3 separate regions of the Hordeum vulgare genome follow, and regions 2 and 3 are each linked to region 1. A link is a contact called in public Hi-C data. All regions are on one chromosome and are shown on one strand. The core of a region is the stretch at or near the end of the contact, and the rest is flanking DNA. Distances in the headings are between cores, read along the strand shown. Region 1 holds the start of LOC123399047 (glutamate receptor 2.9-like). Region 2 holds the start of LOC123396838 (protein AUXIN RESPONSE 4). Region 3 holds the start of LOC123399343 (glutamate receptor 2.7-like).

Evidence for each region. A called contact is a pair of places that touch in the nucleus more often than the background predicts.
Region 2: a Hi-C map of seedling shows a contact between it and region 1, with 4 times the contacts expected there. The contact joins the promoter of LOC123396838 here to the promoter of LOC123399047 in region 1. A contact is called at or near these places in 3 of 6 Hi-C or Micro-C datasets (leaf and seedling) and 1 of 1 datasets of contacts at active chromatin or transcription factors (embryo).
Region 3: a contact with region 1 is called in a Hi-C map of leaf, with 4 times the contacts expected there. The contact joins the promoter of LOC123399343 here to the promoter of LOC123399047 in region 1. A contact is called at or near these places in 2 of 6 Hi-C or Micro-C datasets (leaf and seedling).

What each region holds. Positions count from the first base shown.
Region 1 is chr5H:438,880,707-438,885,632 of MorexV3_pseudomolecules_assembly, reverse strand. It overlaps LOC123399047 (glutamate receptor 2.9-like), which reads left to right and starts at 2,215. Exons shown (of 4, transcript XM_045093475.1): 1 at 2,215-2,701; 2 at 3,480-4,786. The coding sequence starts at 2,392.
Region 2 is chr5H:438,665,082-438,670,007 of MorexV3_pseudomolecules_assembly, reverse strand. It overlaps LOC123396838 (protein AUXIN RESPONSE 4), which reads left to right and starts at 1,992. Exons shown (of 3, transcript XM_045091639.1): 1 at 1,992-2,192; 2 at 3,081-4,229. The coding sequence starts at 1,992.
Region 3 is chr5H:439,032,996-439,037,921 of MorexV3_pseudomolecules_assembly, reverse strand. LOC123399343 (glutamate receptor 2.7-like) reads left to right here and starts at 2,507. Exons shown (of 3, transcript XM_045093763.1): 1 at 2,507-2,941; 2 at 3,049-4,364. The coding sequence starts at 2,677.

The DNA.
Region 1 (4,926 bases), core at 966-3,465:
AAAATCTTTCAAAAAAACTTACCTATTTTTCCTTCTCATGCAACCATAACACATCATAAAGTCATGCATTTAGTCATAAATATCTATTTTTCCTCATGTAACTATGCCACATCATCAAGTCACGTGGTCATAAGTTATAATGTGTGCATTAATCTACACATTGTTTTACTATTTTTTGTTATGTCCATAAGCGGTATATACTTTAGAGCAAATATATATAGATCATGTTACACTATTTTTACGCATCTTTTGGCAAATTCTTCATATGATTTATTGTTCTTGAAATATAAAACGAAAGCAATCCTAATATTTTTAGCAATAGTTTTTGTATTTGAATACCTATTAATACATCTGTTTATCATGTTTCCTGCAGCAACGTACGAGACATCATCTAGTATTTAGAAACGGAGGGAGTACCTTCTTAGAATTTTCATTGGCTTTCCTTGCAAAATTAAATAAGTAATTACCCCTCGCAGAAGGAGCTAGGTGTCTCGCGTCTCTCGTGATTCTCGCTTCGCCCCCCTCGCGGGCGACACGGGAGGAGCCAACTTTCGACGCCAGCGTCTCGCTCCGTGCCCGCCCTCCCCTCCGCCGCCGCAAGTGGTCGGCGCCGGGCTAAGCCCGTGCGTGCGACGCGGTGGCAGAGGGTCTCTCCCCTCTCCCCCGGATCCATGGGTGGCGCGGACGCCCAGATCCGCGGCTGCGCGGCCCCCACTTCGGCGCCTGGCGGCGCAGCGTCCCGACGGCGACGCATGTGGTGGTGCCGGTGGGAATCGGCTGGATGCACAGGGGGCGGCGGTGGTCGGGTGGCGACCCCATGGCTGGGTGGCGGCGCGCCCATTAGTCCGACCGGTTCCATCGGATCTGGTGACTACAGCACGGCGCGGGGGGTGGCGGCGGCCCGGCGTGGCCATCGATCTGGACGCGGTGGTGCCGGTGACTCTTCGCTCGCCTGCCGGAGCTCCAGGGGTATTATCGTCTCCGACCCGATCTGCTCCGGTTGGTGCTAGATCCGGTCCAGGGAGACCCATCTCCCGGTGCTGGCTGCATGGATCTGGCAGCGGCGGCTGGATCCTTTTGGTCTAGTCTCCGATAGAGAAGGCGGCGATCCGTGCACAAAAGCTGGACGAAGGTTCTTCGACCGGATTCGGGCGAAAACCTCGTTTTCGGTTTGATGGCAAGACTGGCGATGGCGACACTCTTTTGTGTCGTTACCTTCTTGAAGGCATAGTTGTGGAGAAGCTCCAGACCTCTATCCGCTACCTCGGGGGGAAACCATAGATCAGTAGATCATATGACGGTGTCGCGTTGGCGTCGTTTCCTCCTTGGGGGTGTCATTCTTGGAGGCGTACACGGGATCGAGGGACCAGTGGGCGGCTTCTTTGGTGGAGTGGTGCTTCATCTTACCCATTGATGGCGGTGGATCTCGACGGCGTGGCGCAGTGGAGACTCAGTGCCCGATGTGCGGAGATGGACTCGCGCAGCAGGAGGTAGCTGTCTTGCGTCATGGTGACGTCGATGGTTGAGTGGCCAGACAAGGTAGTAACCTCAGTATCTGCTCTGAAGACGGACCTGTGAAAGATGGCGACGACGACACATGTGAGTGCGTCAGACCGGTTTGTGCCCCAGACCGGTATGTGGCTCGGCTGGGGCTTCCGGCTTTTGATGTTAGGCTTAGGTGAGTGGTCCGGATATTTGGCCCAGCTAGCATCCCTTTATCATATGGATAGAAGTAACGGCAGATGTTGCCAAGATGACGGATTGAGACATATTATTATAATACTTTGTAAGATCCTTAAAAATAATCAATAAAGTGGCTGCATGCATCTTCCAATGCAGAGACCGGGGTCTTCCTCCTTTTCTAAAAAAAGAAGAAGCTAGATGTGTACTTGACCCGGTCGGAAGGATATATGGCTAGTTTTTTTTCTTTTTTGTGCTTGCAAGGCAGGAGCTCTGCGATTTTATTACGAGAAGAAAAATTAACAGAGTAACCCAGTTTACTAAAAGACATAGATCAAAAATCATAATAAGACACAATTAACTAAGGAACAACCGTGTAAAAACGCAGCAACTAAAAAGAGAAAAACAACAGCAAGAACAAAAAGCCAGCCGTGCCGACACTGGTCAACTCAAAGCTCCACGGCTAATATGACCACAAGCTGAAGATGAATGGGAAAGCTTTTCGGACACGCCTTCGAGAAGAAAAACTATGCCCATAACTAATACCACAAGTATATCGGAAAATTCCATGACCAGTTAATACACGATCAAGATAAGCTGAGTGTGAGCTTCGAGAGAGAGCTGTCAGTCAAAGGAATTGGCTGGCGTTGTGCATGTAAGGGCAGCCACAATCACAAACCCATCGCTCCCTTCATCAAAAGTAAGAGGGCCATGACGCTTCTTCGGCTCGCCATGGCGGTCCTCGGCCGCCACGCCCTTCTCCTCGCTCTAGTGCTTCTGTTCGGCGCTTCCAGTGTCGCGGCGCGGCGGGGTGGTGTGGCTCCTCCTCGGCGGCGGCAGCAGGCGGTGGACGTGGGCGTGATCTTGGACAGGTCGACATGGGTGGGGAACACCAGCTGGACGTGCATCGAGCTGGCTCTCGAGGACTTCTACGCCGACGCTAGCCACGCCGGCTACCGCACCAGGCTGAAGCTCCACCTCCGAGACACCGGCCCCGGCGCCGTCGAGGCCGCGTCCGCAGGTACGTAACGTAACAGCCTCCTCGTTCAAACTGAGCAGGCAGCACTCTTTTTTTTCTTTTGAGGGGTAGCAGACAGTACTCGCTAGGAAGACGGGCGCATGGGCCAAATGATCTTCTAAATATACATGGGTCTAATATTTTGGGTGGGCAAGTCATGGGCCTTGAGCAGCTTAAGATCAAACCTAGTTTGCCCCCCGGCCCATCAGTTTGACGCGGCGAGTCCATGGCGTCCGGCGGGGCTGGCGCGGTTGCCCTTTTCTATTATTTTTTCCCCTTCCCATGTCGCCGGCGGCCGGCGCTGCGCTCCTAGGCGCGCCCTCGGCTCCTTGCTTGCTTGTTTCGACACCGTCGCGCCGCCCTCCGAGGTATATAGATAGAAGGTATCCCCTCCTTCTCCGTCCCCCAGCTCGTCGAGCCAAGTAATTTCGAAAGTCTCCGCGTCCACCCATGGCAGGGGAGACATTAGATTTGGAACTGAAGTACATGCGTTGAAAAGCTAGAGCTACTCTGGAAAGTTGTTATTTATATCTGTTTATTATTAAAGGGGGAATATTGTTCTCAGTTGTGGTTTTTGTTATGGTAAAAGTAAAACCGACCTCGTCTGTCCCAGACCTTTTGTACTGCAGGCATTATGCCAATTTAATCATATGCTAGTGAACAGAGCCACCAAAAAGCTCTGGTACTGGTATCTACTGTACCTATGCATGTTTTGCTTGCATTTGTTTGATAGTGGCCCTTAATTTGCTGTAAAATGTGTTTTAAAGTAGTATCATTGCAGGTATTGATCTACTGAAAAATGTCCGCGTGCAAGCGATCGTTGGGCCGCAGTCGTCAACTCAGGCTAAATTTCTTGCGGAGCTTGGGAACAAATCATCGGTCCCAATCATTTCATTTTCTGCAAATAGCCCGTCGCGATCTGGACAAACTCCATACTTCATCCGGACAGCATGGAACGACTCCTCTCAAGCAGAAGCTATTGCCGCACTTGTTCAGAAACACAGTTGGAGGGAAGTCATCCCAGTCTTCGAGGATGACAATTCCAATACCAGGTTCATTCCTGATCTTGTTGACGCCCTTAGACAAGTCGACACCCATGTTTCGTACAGGTGCAAGATCCATCCTTCAGCTACAGAGGATGATATAAAGAGTGCCATCTCCACCTTAAAACACAACTGGACAAGTGTATTTGTTGTGCGTATGTCTCATACTTTAGCCCGTAAATTTTTCAAGCTTGCTAAATATGAAGGGATGATGGGCCGGGGCTTTGTCTGGATTATCGCATATGGCTTGACAGATATCTTTGACGTGGCTGGTTCTCCGGCCCTTGATGTGATGCAAGGAGTTCTTGGGGTGAAACCTCATGTTGAACATACTATGGAACTTCAAAACCTTAGTCAGAGATGGCGCAAGAAGTACCAATTGGAGAATCCTGGAATTGCAGTAAGTATGCCTGCAGTGTATGGTCTCTATGCTTATGATACCATATGGGCATTAGCATTAGCAGCAGAGAAGGCTGGATATGTGAATTCAGACTTTGGGGTATCTGTAACAAACAATGGGTCCACTGACTTTGACAGAATAGATACTTCAAAGGCTGCTGAAAAATTGCGAGGCTCGCTCTTGGGCATCAAGTTCATGGGTATGAGCGGCAACTTCTGTATTGCAGACATGCAGTTAGTATCGGTCAATTACAAGATAATTAACATTATTGGTCGGGAGAGAAGAGTAGTCGGTTTTTGGACTCCAGGATCTGGCATCTCTGGCAGTCTAAATGTGAAGGCTGATCTTGGCACCATCGTATGGCCAGGGTATAATGAAACTGTACCAGGATATACTGAAACTGTACCTAGAGGCTGGCTATTGCCAATGAATAAAATTCTTGAAATAGGTGTACCTGTGAAACCTGGGTTTGATGAATTTGTAAAATTTGAAAATGGTAAACCCAAGGGGTTCTGCATAGATGTGTTTGAGGCAGTAGTTAATACATTATCCTACAATGTACCCTGCCACTATAAGCCGTTTGCAGACGAGAAAGGAAATAGTAAAGGAACTTATGACGATCTTGTCTACAGTGTCTATCGTAAGGTATGCATGAACTTCTTTTTGTTCCACTTTTCTCCTTTTTACGATCTCTCCTACCCCAGAGGCGATATATTTGGAGCTAAAACTGGCAAAAATGAAATAAATTCGTGCGATGATCAGAGTGGCCTGTCCACACTAGGATT
Region 2 (4,926 bases), core at 743-3,242, 220 kb after region 1:
CTTGGCCTCCATGGATCCCGGAGGGGCTATCGCCCCTCCGGGATTGGATCCCTCTCTCTGTTTCTCTCCTGTTTTCACTATTGTTTTCTCTCCAAATTGGTTTTTTTGTCGATACAAAGAGTTGCGGCGGAGGAACTTCTGAGGGTAATTTCTAGAGGTTTCTATATTTATAGGATTTTTAGGCGTTGGAATCATGCTAAGATAGGCCATGAGGTGCCCACTAGACATCAACCCACCAGAGGGGGGCTCGCGCGACCTTGTGTCTAGTGGGTACCAGGGGGAGACGACCGCCAGGGGAGAGAGGGGGTGTGGGGGTGGGGGCGACGGACGTTAGGGCGCCATCCTCTTTGCCTTCTGCCCCCATCGGCAAAGAGGTACAAGGCAGACGACAAGAGATGGTGGAGGTGGTATGTGCCATCACGCGCTCTTTGCCATCTGCCTGCTGCCTCTTTACCGTCAGCTGGCAGACGACAAATTTTTGGCTGATGGCAAATAATATCTTTGCCATCAGTCTGCTCTTTGCTGTCTGGTCTGTGGCAACGGACGACAAAGGGGGCCGCCCTCTGGTGGTTCTTTGCTCCAGCACTTCTCTTTTCCTCCAAAAAAATCGTCAAAAAGTTTCGTCCAATTTCGAGAACTTTTATTTCTGCACAAAAACAAGACCACGTTAGTTTTGCTGAAAATAGCGCCAATCCGGGTTAGTTCTAAATAAATTATATAAAATGCAGAAAAATCATATAAAAGTATTGTAAACATAAGCAAACATGGCATGAATACTTCATAAATTATCGATACGTTGGAGACGTATCAATCATGCATATAAATGATAAACCTAAACTCTAAATCCATGAAAAAAAACTATGAGGAGGCACACATACTCTATAACTCTAAGCTCCCTAGTTTTAAAGAGCTTGTATTCAACTAAGGACTTCAATTAGAATTGGGTCATCCGATTTTGACCGGGTCAACAAAAACTCAAAGCTCTCTTGTTTAATTCTTTTATATTATACAATATGCTTACTAATTTTGAAGGACTCACAATTAATTGAGGTATTTAATTTAGAATTGGCTCATCCAATTTTGACCGGGCCAACAATTTATCAAGCTCTCCTATTTAATTCTTTTAATTCATTATGTTCCCCAATTTTGAAGCTCTTTCATTCAATGTCGGTTTTGAATTGCAATATTACACGGGCCAATAAATTTCAAATCAATCAACAGCAAACACCTATGAAAATATATCAATTCCGCACACCCTCCCACCGCCTAGGAAATAGAAGCGTCACCATGTGACACTGTAGCATCAATATAGTACATGCAACCACAGACACATAAATCTCTCCACATAAATATAGGTTGGTTAGAGGATAACACACAATCACACCACAAAGGGTCCATCAATCACCGCATATAAATAAAAATAAAACACAGTCTATCATCTCCCACATCCGTCAAACTAAAATATTCCATCAGTTCCAAAATATAAGGGGTGTTAGTTTTTTTAGAAAGTCAAATTTCTTTAACATTGACCAAGTTTAGAGCAAAAATATCGAGATCCATAATATTGAACAAAAAAAGTATGGAAACTCATTTCATGATGAATCTAAAAGTACTGATTTGATATTATGGATTCGTATATGTTTCTCTATAGATTTGATCGAACTTAAAAGGTTTGAATTTTCAAAAAAGTACTATAAGAGTACCTTATATTTTAAATTAGAGTGATTATTTTTTTTAAGAAACCCAACAACACCATCGACGCATCAAAGCGCGCCCAACGCTTCTAGTATGCACTAAATGTAGCCCTAAACTCTAATTACAAAAGATGCACTAACCCTAATAATTCCTACCATGTCACAAGCATAACCCTAAATCCTAAGATTCGTTTGAACCCACTTACTCTAGGAGGCATATACCTAAAAAGCACTCGGAGAGGGAGGTAGAGGAGGAAGAACACTTACTACACGATGCCCGAACACTAAAGCCCATTGATGGCTGCCCCCATGCCAGAAGCCCATATGTTGCATGCCATGGTCGTCGCCACCCGCAGCCCAATATCCCACTACGGCTACGAATGGGTGAAGGGGAACGCTTCAGTGAAGGGCTCGCTGTGTCGGCAAACTATGACTACTGATCCAACTGTCCACCTCCGAGAATCCATCATCCTCGCCTCTCGTCCCTGTGCCAAGCCAGTTGTCCACCTTTGAGAATCCATCACCCTCACCTCCCACCCCTTCGCCGCCACCTGACTCATCGCCGTCGCCGCTAGGTTTAGCAACCACCGCCATCGCTCGATAGAGAGAGAACGAAAGGGGAAAGAGGAAAGGGACAAGCAGAAAGGTGGGAGGACGGTCTGACCTAGCACAAGGCCTTACGATCGTCAACCCCGTGTCCATCTCGCTTGTCTGACGTGGCAAAAGACTCGCGGGACAACCGTGTGAGAAATCGTGTTAAGTGCCTCAAAACGATCATTTGTTTTTATTAAGAAATTTACAATTAGGGCACCCTAGATTTGTGATAGTAATTTCGTGTCAAACATCGAATCCGATGGGTTTTTTTGCAGTTCACTCGCCATAAGAGGGAGAGAAAAAACTCCTTGCTACCATGCTAACCGTCGGCGTCCCCGATTGGCATCCTATCTATTAGTATACCTGGGCATACTTCAGACCGAGCCGGGCTTCGGGTCGGACCAAAAAAGCCCGATGCTGAAAACTCAGGTTCGAATCGGGCCTGACCAGATTATTAGGCCTAAATATTGGGCCCAAGCCCAACCTGAACCGAAAAAAGCCTGACCCGGCTCGACCAGCCCTGTCCGACCGTGACTTCAAATCAGTATTCTTTAAGCCCGAACCAGGTCCAATCTAACCGTCGGGTTCAAATTTCAGACCCGAGCCCAGCCTAAAGGCAAATTTAGGCCCGGCCCGGCCCGGGATTTGTGGGCCGTCCGGGCCGGGCTGCGCGTGGCCAGGTAGAGCAAAGATGCTTTCTGCCATGTGAAGTGCATGCCCATACTTCGATGGCAAACTGGCGACATCATCGCGCGCACCCAAAAGCAGGGGACAAAACTCTGATTTCTCAAGCAAACCCAACAGCTTTCCCCACTCCCCGCTCCCCACTCCTCACTCCACCCAGCAATGACAGACGATCCCGCCGCCGCGGGTCCCGGCCGAGAAGCGCCGCCGCCGCCGGCCCGGCCGCCGAGGCCGCTCTCCGTCGTCTCCGCCCTCCCCTTCTGGTTCTACCTCACCGCCGCGGTCTCCCTCCTCGCGCTCCTCCTCCCCCACCTCCTCTCTCCCCACGCCCCCCCTCCCCTCCCTCCTCTCCTCCGCCGCCACCTCTCCGACGGCCGCCTCCTCAAGCTCCACCCAGGCCCCGACCTCTTCGCTGTCACCTCCCGCCCCGCCGCCCACTCCGCCGCGCACCACCACCCCGTGCTCGTCCTCCCGGGCCTCGCCGCCGGATCCTTCTCCTTTCGCCGCCTCCTCTCCTCCCTCTCGTCCCGGGGCCTCGTCGCCGCGTCCGTCGACCTCCCTGGCCAGGGCCTCTCGCCGCCCCCGGCCGCCCCTCCTCCCCGGACGAACCCGCTCCGGGAGATCATGGACCGCGGCATCTTCCACGCCTTCGAGCACCTCGTCGAGACCGGCGAGGTCCCGTTCCAGGAAGCGGCCCCCGAGCCGTCCCACTCCTTTTACGCGGCCAGCGAGGCGGCCGCGGCCGTGGCCCGTGCCGTGGACGCGCTCGGCCTCGCGCCTGTCCACCTCGTGCTCCACGACTCCGCCCTCGCCGCCGGCGCCGCCTTCGTGTCCGCCAACCCGACGGCCGTGCAGAGTGTCACCCTGATCGACGCCACTGCCACTTTGCCGGCTTTCCCGGCGGCGGTTCTCGGCGTGCCGGTGCTGGGGAGGCTGGTGCTGCGGGTGCCGGCATTGTTCAAGGGGCTGATGCGTCTGTCCTGCGCCCGGGGGATGGATGCAGAAGAGGCTGACGCGCACAGGGCGGCGATGCGTGGGCAGGGGAAGAGCGATGCAGTGTTTGAGGCCTGGAAGGCCATGAATCAGAGCTTTGATCTGGCAGAGTGGAGGAGTTCTTCAGAGGAGGTGAAGAGGCTGCCGATGATGGTTCTGTGGTCGGGTTCTTGGTCGGATCAGTGGATCGATGAGGGGAAGAAGGTGACCAAGGCGTTGCCGGACGCCAAATTCATCTACCATTATGGCGGTCGATGGCCTCAGGTTAGTCTGTTTGTCTACACATGTTTATCAATTTCATTTTTGGGGAGTATGCCTAGTAGTCATGGATGGACTGGTTTCTTTTGTGTTAGCTTAGTTGATGTAGAGATACATACATGGTCATGGTTGGTCTTCTGCCTTTATGTGCATCATTGCTACAAAAGAGTCGAGTTAGAATTGAATCAAATTAGTACTTGCTCAAAGTGGGACTTCTAGAGATTTCATAATGAGATGATGTCGATCAAACTGCCAAATAGTAGGACGGTTTCAGAATGAATTGATCATGAAATTTCTTGACGAAATTGTTCTACTAGCACTGTTATCATGTTCTCCATTGGCAAAGGATGCACACATTTCGAGAAACGAGTTGGTGCTCACAATCTCATCCCTGTATCTTATAAGGGGGCAACTAAAGAACTCCTCTTATAACTGACTGATATATGACCGTCTGTAGTCTTCTCTTTTCCCTTGCAAGCATGGCTGCTTAACTATAGTCATCTTGCCGTCATTGCGGTTCTATTTTTAGTAGGACTGATGTAAGACGTTTTAGATCACTACTGTAGTGACCTAAAACGTCTTATATTTGTTTACGGAGGGAGTACTGTATAGCAAACAAGCAAGCTGAGATTATGATTGGTTTTTTTCCCTTAATTTGAAATTCTCTTATATTTGTTTACGGAGGGGGTACTATATAGCAAAG
Region 3 (4,926 bases), core at 1,258-3,757, 150 kb before region 1:
GTTCTAGGCCGGCAACCTGGGATAGCAAGGATGGACGTCGTTCTTTTATCGTTTGTTTCCGTCCGTAGTCGAACCCTGCTCTTCTTCATGATGATCATATGTATTCTACTGATGTGATTCTGATGTAGCTTGTGGCAACTGTAAGCCAACTCTTTATATTCATCTTTTCAGTACATGTACTAATTGTAACGATGTCCATTCTTATGAAATGACGAGATGCGTTTCTATCTCTGTTGAGGCCCTCGCACTAAAATAAGGATAGGACAACATCTTGGGCATTACAAACATCCTTCTTCTTCATCTACATCACAGATTACATAAATGAAGTAGAAATTAATGGCAGTGGCAATGTGAATCATACTATCATAGGCAATGGAACCAGTGGAAATTAAATAAATAGATGGCAAAAAAACCTTGATGGATTGGCTGATGGCTGGAGCGGTGGTGAACTGGTGATGCAGCCGCGGTGGTGCCGTGGTGGACTGGAGCAGGGCTGCAGGGGAGCGGCCGTCGGCCGGCCGGCAGGCCAGCGGCAACAACAGTGATGGGCAGCAGGCAGCAGCCTGCAGCCAGCAGAGGAGCAGTCGGCCGGGGGTCATCGCCTCGCCATCGTTGGGTCGCCGGAGGGGTGGGAAGGAGAGCCGGATTGGAGGAGAGGGAGAGGGTTGGCCGGATTGGAGGAAAGGGAGAGGGCCGGCGGCGCGCGGGTTGGGGTTGGGACTTGGGAGCAGGCCAGCAGGGGAGGGAACGAGGGGAGGGGAGGGGAGGGGAGCAGCGAGCAGGGCTGCAGGAAAGGGATCGAGGGGAGGGGATCTCGGGAAACACAAAGTAGGTTGATTAGATTAGGATGCCTATTAAAAAATTAGCCCAAATCTTGGGTATTACAGGGAAGTCCCAGGAATACCCCTCGCGTCGCTAGTGGTTGTCGATGAAAATGCATTGATGATCGATGATGGTTATGGAGGTGATAAAGTTGTGACGCCGAGAACATCGAGACCATTGTTAGTTGAAGCAAGGTGGAGACTGAAAGTGCGTTATATCGACTAGAGGGGGTGATTGGGCGATTTTAATAAATTCGTCATTGAATACTAAGTGAAGAAATTCACGATGATGAAATGCTACACAGTGGATAAAGTACTCAAGTGCATGCAAAACAAAATAACGGCGAAGTCATCGTGATGAAACGGGGCATACACAAGGAATGAGTAGCAAGTAATCATGATAAGGAGGGAAACAAAATGATTCAAGAATTAAGATTGATAAAATTGGAAAGTCTTCACTCAAAGTTTTCATAGATTCATGAACCAATTTCATTAACATATGAATGAGTCACCGTTGGAAACGGGCTTATAAGTGAACCCTAATTAGTGACGGACGGAGTGGGCTACACGCCACAACTATTTTAGAAAATTAGCAATAGCAATTCTCAAAAACCACTCGCCACGGCTAGAGGCTTAAGTGTGGCGGGCACAATTCGTAAAACCGCCACAGATATATTCTCTCATATGGGATTTATTTGAGTAAGCCAACAGTGACGAGCCTGACCTAGAGCCAGCCATAGGTAGATGGATGAGCAGTGGCGGGCCCTGATGGGCAACCACCACTAGTTTTCCTTCCTCGATGCTCAATTTTGGCAAAATATAGCTGCGGCGGGTTCTACTTAGCGATCGCTAGTGCTAATTTAACAGGTAGTGACGCGTTTATGTGGGTGTGTCATAGAATATTTTCGTGCGCGGATTTGTTCTCGACGACACTTAGCAGTGGTGGGCTCTATGCGGCGCCCGAGAGTAATAAGATTGCGTGTCCGGAGTTCCGGACTCCCCCCCTCTCCCCACCACACACACACGTTTGATTTCGGTTTGCGGGAGAAAACACGTATAAACTGCTCGACGTATTTATATAGTCCCACATTTAGTGACTTTTATGATTCAAATAGAACGGTCCTCACGGATGCGTGCGATTTGCGGGCCGTTATTGAAGATGCCCTAACTTCACTCTTTGTATAAATACATAAAGCATTCGTGAAAAAAATGACTTTTTAGAGCTCATGAACCGTGTCCGTGTTGTCAAGTCCATCCCACCCTTAGAACATCTCTAACAGGCGTTCAAAAACCGCTCTGCGCGTTAAAAGATTCGATTTTTGGGCACCGGACAGCTTCAACAGACGCTGCAAAATAATGTGTGTGCTAAAAATTTTTGGGCACGCGCTTAAAAACATTATCGCGCGCAGCATATTTGGTGCGTCGACTTGTACGCGCAGCAAACTCTAAGCTGATGTAGGTGGGACCGCTAGATCGAGCTGGATTGAGCGCCGCAATAGCGCGCGTCTGTTAGAGATGCTCCGATCCTCATGCTTTAAAAATGCTACAGTGATGCACTAAAAAAATTATTGAATATGAATTTTTTAAGCTGCGGTTGGAGATGCTCTTATTAGGAACATATTTGACCCTTCTCCGGTTCCGACCCTATTTAGCGTGTTCGACGACCAGTTACAAGTTTCAGTTCCAACCAATTGCCCAACTTGCATGCGCGCAAATCAGCTTCGAACCAAAAACAAACAAAGCTCTACATGTGGATGTGGTGACTATACAAAGCTGCCACGCAGCGCAGGGCGTCCGTCTTCGTGGACCGCAAACAACTTCTTCCCTTGACTGCTCTGATCCCTCTCCCAGTGCCATGGCAGGGGACGCCGACGCTCGCTTCCTCCTCGTCGTATGCTTCGTCGCCTCAATCCTCTTGCCGTCGCGGGCGCAGCCGGCCACGCCGACGGAGGTCAAGGTGGGGTTCATCATCGACGCCGGCTCGCCGGTCGGCAAGATCGCCACGACCACCATCCCCATGGCCCTCGAGGACTTCTACGCCGCCTACCCCAATTCCTCCGCTCGGGTGCGGGTCCTGCAGCACGACTCCGGCGGAGACGTCGTCGCGGCTGCGTCCGCCGGTAAGGACGACAGCGCTTCTGATGCTCTCCACGCGCGCACCGGAGCGTTCTGCACAATCGTTGTTTTGACGTCGCGTGTTCTTGCCTTGCTGCGTGCGTGCGTGCAGCGTTGCAGCTGATGACGGCCCAGGGAGCGCGCGCCATCCTCGGCCCGCAGTCGTCCGTCGAGTCGGCCTTCGTCGCCGACCTCGCCACCCAGGCGGAGCTCCCCGTCGTGTCCTTCTCCGCTACTAGCCCGTCGGTGTCGCCTGCCACGGCGAGGTTCTTCGCCCGCGCCGCGCTGAGCGACGCGTTGCAGGCCGACGCCATCGCCGCGCTCGCCACGTACTTCGGGTGGCGCCGCGTCGTGCCCATCTACCAGGACGACGACTACGGCGCCGCTTTCGTGCCCTTCCTCGTCGACGCCCTCACCGCCGAGCGCACCGAGGTTCCCTACCGATGCGCGCTCCCGGCCGCGGCGTCGAACGACGCCATCGCCGCGGCGCTGTTACGCATGGAGTCGGAGCAGACGCGCGTCTTTGTGCTGCACACGCGTCCCGGGCTCGCGAAGAACGTGTTCATCGCCGCCATGGAAGCCGGCATGATGGACGAGGGCTACGTGTGGGTCATCACCGACGGGCTCACGGGCCTCCTTGGCTCGGTCGACCCGCCGCAGGGCGTCATCGGGCTGACGCCCTACGTGCCGACCACGACGCGGCTGCGCGAGGTCAAGAAACGATGGGCGCACCGGTACATGCGCGACCACCGGCACGCCGACCCGGCGGAAGCCGTGATGGGCTGCTACGCTCTGTGGGCGTACGACGCCGCGTGGGCCATCGCGTCCGCGGCAGAGCGACTCAGCTCCAGCGACTTATTATCATCGCCACCGGGGCTGGTAGGCGGCGCCGGCGGCCCGACCGACATCGCCGGGCTGGGGAAGTCAAGATCGGGCCCCAGCTTCCTCCGAGCCATCAGCAGCACGAAGTTCGATGGCCTGGGAGGCAAGTTCGAGCTCATCAACGGCGAGCTCGCGGTGCCGGCGTTCCAGGTGGTGAACATCATGGACAACGGAAAAGAGAGGGGGATCGGGTTCTGGACGGCTCTGCACGGGCTGAGCCGGTATCTGGACCGCGGTTCGAACGAATCGAGCGGCGAGCTCCGGCCGGTGATCTGGCCGGGAGATTCGACGGTCCGGCCGAGAGGGTGGGTGCAGCCGACGAGCGCGCGGAAGCTGCGGGTGGCGGTGCCGGGGAACGTGTCGGACAGCTACAAGCTGATCCTGCGGCCGGAGGTGGATCCGGAGACGAACGAGACAACGGCCAGCGGCTTCGTCATCGAGGTGTTCGAGGCGGCGGTGCGGCTGCTGCCCTACGCTCTGCCGTTCGAGTACGTCAAGGCGGCGTCCATGCCCTACGACGAGCTTGTCAAGGCGGTTGGCAATGGGGTAAGTAGCAGTCCTTAAACCTAACCTTCTTGTTACTTATCATTGCATGCTTGTTAAGTTATTATGCAGTATGATCCCAAAGATATCACTTCAATTAACCACCATTTTTTCTACCCTGACGTGATAATATATATGCAAGTTACACGTTACGTAAAATAAATTTTGGATCAGTACTCCATTAATTCTGGACCAACCTATTAGTTGTACTACTAGTACCAAATATAAATGTATATCAAGCACACATATACTACTGCTCTACTACTAAGGGTCAATACATTAGCAACGGTCAACTTGATAATGAGGGTATTGTTTTGTGAGAGAAATATCCGTGTGTGGCCCTGCATAGACTAGACTACACACCATATACAGTACTACTACATGTGCGATTGAGACGAGAGTTTTTGGACATACCTTGTTCAAATTTCTGTGACGAATATTTTGACTTGAATAACATTCCTAGCAATTAAGCCAGTTGACCGTTTTGTTTTCGCGGAGATATGCCAGTTGACCATTGAATGCCGGTATACCATTGTTGTCAAGGTTTCTTTTCCTTTTGAAAACG